2 separate regions of the Mus musculus genome follow, and region 2 is linked to region 1. The links are chromatin contacts, called in public HiChIP or PLAC-seq maps. All regions are on one chromosome and are shown on one strand. Each heading gives the region's core, a stretch centred on a gene start, on an enhancer-like site or on the middle of the called end of the contact. The rest is flanking DNA. Distances are from core to core; before and after follow the strand shown. Region 1 has its middle 42 kb from the start of Sar1b. Region 2 overlaps Gm30217 (a long non-coding RNA gene).

What was found. HiChIP or PLAC-seq counts read pairs in DNA pulled down with a chosen protein or histone mark.
Region 2: an H3K27ac HiChIP or PLAC-seq map of embryonic stem cells shows a contact between it and region 1, with 5 read pairs. The contact joins two enhancer-like sites. A contact is called at or near these places in 3 of 115 datasets of contacts at active chromatin or transcription factors (embryonic stem cells and large pre-B cells) and 1 of 9 other capture datasets (embryonic stem cells).

Annotation. Positions count from the first base shown.
Region 1 is chr11:51,804,058-51,806,757 of GRCm38.p6, forward strand. No RefSeq gene overlaps it. Among named protein-coding and RNA genes, the nearest start is that of Sar1b, 42 kb to the left of the region's middle. Within about 2 kb of position 1,309, at least 254 of the 459 cell types and tissues checked have an H3K27ac peak or open chromatin away from gene starts, as enhancers often do.
Region 2 is chr11:52,317,236-52,319,935 of GRCm38.p6, forward strand. Gm30217 (a long non-coding RNA gene) reads left to right here. Exons shown (of 3, transcript XR_388631.3): 3 at 1,194-1,485. Among named protein-coding and RNA genes, the nearest start is that of Gm30217, 11 kb to the left of the region's middle. Within about 2 kb of position 1,441, at least 69 of the 459 cell types and tissues checked have an H3K27ac peak or open chromatin away from gene starts, as enhancers often do.

The DNA of each region.
Region 1 (2,700 bases), core at 59-2,558:
TACAGACAAGCTGAAGTTACTGAAACAGAGGCAATGTCTACCTGAGAAGCACCTGACTGAGCCCTGAGGTGAGACTCTTGATACAGCTGAGATCATATCTGACCAGTCTTCATATTAACCCCTGGCCTGGGACTGGCTAGGCCTGAACAAGATGGTGCAGTCCATCCCATGTGCAGGGTATAGTAGAGGCACAGGAAAGGTCACCCTGGAAATGACTGCATTCAGAAAGGTGGCGGCAAGATGCTTCGACTGTTAGAAAATTGCTTCATGGCTGCCTAGTCAAACTGAACTGGACTAGATGTTTATGCTGTGAGGACCCTAGAGGATCGTGAATAGGATGCATTTGGGAGGCTGGCAGCTCACGATTGTAATCCTGTGACCCTAACAGTCTTTACAGGTGAAGCTGGTCTAGAGACTCGTCTCTGACTACTCTCAGGCTATTGAAACAAATGAAACAAGGGTCCCAAGAAGGAAAAGGTTGCAAGCCCTGGTGCTGGCTGAAGGAAGAACTTGCCTCCTGGAGAGAGATTTAATTCTGACAACTGTTAGCCCACCTGAGAGGACAGACAATGATGGGTCAGGGATGGGTGGACCACACTTTGACCACAATGGCTTAGTTAAGCATGCTTCCTTCTTGCTTTCTATTCAAACCTAAACCTCATGTCAGGGCTGAAGATGGATTTTGGGCTGGGGGTGGAGGTCACTAAAGCTCTCTATCTGCTTCTCTTCCCAATGTGGCCACACCAACTAAATCTCCTTTGTCTGTTTTCACTAATGTCTATGTATTTAATGTACTGTGGATGAGTGGCAGAGCCTGTGGTGTTAGCCCTGTCAGAGCTCAGGCTTTGACCAGAATTACTCTACTCACAATCCCAGTATTGCCACAAGTTTAAGACTAGCCTGATGGGCTGGAGAAATGGCTCAGAGGTTAAGAGCACTGACTGCCCTTCCAGAGGTCCTCAGTTCAATTCCCAGCAACCACATGATGGCTCACAACCATCTGTAATGGGATCTGATGCCCTCTTCTGGGGTGTCTTTAGACAGCTACAGTGTACTCACGTACTTTAAATAAATAAATGAATCTTAAAAAAAAAAAAAAAAGACTAGCCTGAGTGAGACCTTATGGGGAGAGAGGGAGGGTTCCAGCTGCTGGAACTGAAGAGAAGGCTCAGTGCTTAAGTGAACTTGCTGCTCTTGGTTCTGGCACTAAAGAGTCCAACATCCACTTCAGTTCTCAGGTTTCTGTGAACATCAAGTGAGAGTTTCCTGCCAAAAGACTACATTTCCCATCGTCCCTTGCAGCCAGACCAAGGAGTTCCTGGAAGGGTGGGACTACAATGTAGCTGGTAGTTGTTTCCGCCTCACAAGGAACTGGAGTACTGTCTTCTGTAGGCATTTTGGCCACCCAGACGTGGGTGATGAAATGCTTCTTCACTGTGAATAAACACGGTCTCACTTAAGGTCCGACCAAACCTCGCTCTTACCCCCTTCAACCTCTCTACAGGAAGTAACCTGACACCAAGCACGTACAGGTGCACGTACATGAGGGCAAAACACTCATACACATGAAATAAAAATAAATAGTACCTAAAAAAACCCCTTCAGCTGTTGCTTAGGCCAACACATACCTACAGCAGCCTTGTCCGCCCACGGATCCTGGCAGGTGCCCAGCTGGGGACACTGTGGAGTCTCTAGTTAGGACGAAGAGTCTCACCTGGGGAGTTGAATTTAACTCAGAGGAGGCATTCTGGCCGCACGCCCCACTCCCCACCCCCTTTCTCTTCCTCCTGCCCGGGATTGGAGAGCCTGGCTACAGGCTTGTGTGGTCCAACTTCTCTCCTTAGAAAGTTGTAAGAAAGCCGCACGGTGGTGGTGCTTACTTTTAAGTCCAGCACTCAGGAGGTAGCGGCAGATATCTCTCTGTGGGTCTGAGGCCAGCCTGACACACAGTGAGTTCCAGGACCGCCAGGGCCACACAGAGAAACCCTGTCTCCAAAAACAAGTAAACAAGAGACACCCACTTCTGCCACATGGGCTCTGACTCCCTCTCTTCAGAGCCGTCTGACTGTCCATGGCATTTAGTAAGTCTTATGGCCTCCAAGTACAATTTCTGTCTCAGTGTCCTGTATCATATGTGAGAGAATTGAGGGGTGGGGATTAGGAATCGTCTACCCTGCTCCTCCTTAGCTCCCACAAACTAGCCAAAGTTGGATTCCACCAAAGTTCAGCCTAGGGAGCCAATGACTTCACTAAAGTTACTCACAGAGTAAGGATGAGGGGGTTGCAAAGGAGTATGGGTGATCTCTGAGAAGCGGCACTAGAAGGTGGGCACAAAAATGAATGGCTTCTGTGGTTGTATACATGGAGCCCCCTTCTTTCAGGTCTTCCAAGCCCCTCCTGAAACCCCCAAGGCCACACACAGTTAGGAAAGAACACAATTATGATCAGCTAGAAGGAGTATCTGGATAGTCAGGTGAAGGTCCCAAGACCCTCCATCCCTCCTCCCATGGGGAAACCTCAACAGCCAACAAGCTCAGCTATGCCTTTGGTTGTTTAATGATATTTTGCAGAGAAACCCATCAGCATGTCTGAAGGCAGCAGCCCTTTGTCTTGGAAAACAATCCTTTATAACAACAGCCAAGACCTTTCTGGAGACAGGAAGATGATTCTTCAGCAAGGAGTGGCCAGAAGCTGTGGCTG
Region 2 (2,700 bases), core at 191-2,690, 510 kb after region 1:
TGAAGTGTGGACACTATGCCCCTCCTTAGAAGTGGGAACAAAACACCCATGGAAGGAGTTACAGAGACAAAGTTTGGAGCTGAGACTAAAGGATGGACCATGTAGAGACTGCCATATCCAGGGATCCACCCCATAATCAGCTTCCAAACGCTGACACCATTGCATACACTAGCAAGATTTTATCGAAAGGACCCAGATATAGCTGTCTCTTGTGAGACTATGCCGGGGCCTAGCAAACACAGAAGTGGATGCTCACAGTCAGCTATTGGATGGATCACAGGGCTCCCAATGGAGGAGCTAGAGAAAGTACCCAAGGAGCTAAAGGGATCTGCAACCCTATAGGTGGAACAACATTATGAACTAACCAGTACCCCGGAGCTCTTGACTCTAGCTGCATATGTATCAAAAGATGGCCTAGTCGGCCATCACTGCAAAGAGAGGCCCATTGGACACGCAAACTTTATATGCCCCAGTACAGGGGAACGCCAGGGCCAAAAAGGGTGAGTGGGTGGGTAGGGGAGTGGGGGTGGGTGGGTATGGGGGATTTTTGGTATAGCATTGGAAATGTAAATGAGCTAAATACCTAATAAAAAATGGAAAAAAAAAAGAAATGAAATTTGAAAGTTTTTCTCTTTAAGGAAACTGTCTTTGTTGGGCTGTGGTAGCACTCGCCTTCAATCCCAGCACTCAGGAGGCAAAGGCAGATGGATCTCTGAGTCTAAGGCCAATCTGGTCTACAGAGTAAATTCCAGGATAGCCAGGAGTACACGGAGAAACCCTGTCTTGAAAACCCAAAACCAAAACAAATGAAAAAAGAAAAAGAGAACGACAAGAAAAGAAACACTGTCTATAAATAAATAAATAAATAAATAAATAAATAAATGGGGTAAAGCTATTAGCTCACTCTGTGTATACAGGATAGGGCCACAGTTAAGTCAGCTGCTGGTGCCCAACACTTGCCCTATTGGGGAGCCTAACCTGGAAGTTTCTATAGGACTCTTTTTCTTTCATGGGTTTGAAACTGGGAGAGGAGAGGAGAGGAGCCCCTATCCATGGTCCCTCAGGAAGCTTATGCCAACAGCAACGTTCTTGTACAGAGCGGACCCCTTGACCTCAAGTAGGGCAAAAGAGGACACCACCAGTTTCCAAGGACCTAGCAATGGCTTACTTTTTTTTTTCTTCTTTTAAATGAGGGCCAGTGGGGACTGTGACTACAGATGCCCTCCATCTCTGATGGCGCATTCTTATCGAGGGCGACCGACCACAATGAGCAGCCTTTGAGAGACCGCAGCTCAGCTGGCTTTGATGTCACCTGGCCTGTGGCCTGCCTGTGTGGATGCAGCGATCCTTCTACCCGGCCACACGCCCACTGGGCCCCGCACACCCTGCAAGCAGCTGGAAGTCAGGCTTCACAGCCACTGTGAGAAGCCCCCACCGCAGGCCACTCTAACATCACTCACAGCTTCCAGTGCCTGCCCAAGTTCAAACAGGAAGCCTGGGTTTTTCCTGTGTTGACGACAGCTTGTGTTCTCTTTCTGTTCAGCTCTGGGGCGCCCTGATGGCTTGGGCTCCTGGGGATGAATGTTTGAGGGTATCAGTGTGCTTCGGGGTCTTTCTGGCAAAAGTCTCAGCAGAACCACTTCTTCCGGGAAGGCTGGGCAAAGGCCTGGAGGGTGGTCTAGATCATCAATTGCTTTGCCGGTGAAAGCGGACTCTGGCCAAGCACTTAGTGAGCCTGCAGTACACACATGTTCTATCAATCCTCACTGAAGTCGCATGTCTGCAGACAAGCCAGGCTCTTTGCATGTTCCTGGGATACCACCTGCTCTGTGCCCGTGGCCTAGACAGTCACCCAGGAGGTATCTCCTGGCTTTCCTCTTCCTCATTCCCTTCCCCAGCGGAGACAAAGACTGCCTGTCTCTTTTCCTCGGTGTCCCCGCGTGCAGCCCCTCCCCCTGGCACCTATGAGGGTCTTCCTCCACTATGTCTTCACAGTTCTGCCTCATCTCTTTCCACCCACAGACCACTTGATGGTGGTCAAAGCATCTTCCTCAGATGCCCGAGGGACCGTGTCAAAACCAGACATCTTTGCTTCTCATCCTTGCCCACCTCCTGTGTGCTGAGTCTGAACGCCCTACTATGGAGTCCTTCATCCATAGGAGCCTTCGACCTCCTTGAACGCACCCTTGCCTCTGTTTGTGCTGATGGCACCCAGGCCTTTGTGGGTCCCTAAAGAGGCCACAGTCTTATTAGTTTCCTGGGCTGACTGCATGGTTCTGACTGAGCCTGCTTGTCCCTGTCCTCTGTAGTATGCCAGTTCTTACCCTCTGTTGACCCCTGTCACTCTCCTCTGATATTAGCTTGCTGGATGGCTGACTGGTTTTAATATAGGGTCTCTTGTAGTCCAGCTTGACCCCTAATTTACTATATAGCAGACGATGACCTTGAACTCTCTGATCCATTGGTGCTTCCTCCCAAGTGCTGGGACAACAATATTTGCCCCCACACCAGATTTGATCTCTTTTCTCTGCATGTGTATGATAATCCATTCTGCAAGCATCCTCTTCAGGGGTCTCTAACCCCAGAAGGCAGGGATTGGATGTGGCTTCCTGTCTGAAGATCAGCCCCACCCTGCTTGGTTAAGAGGAGCCCTTCACGGTTGGGAGTGGAGAGGGGCCCAGGCACTGAGACCCCCCCTGC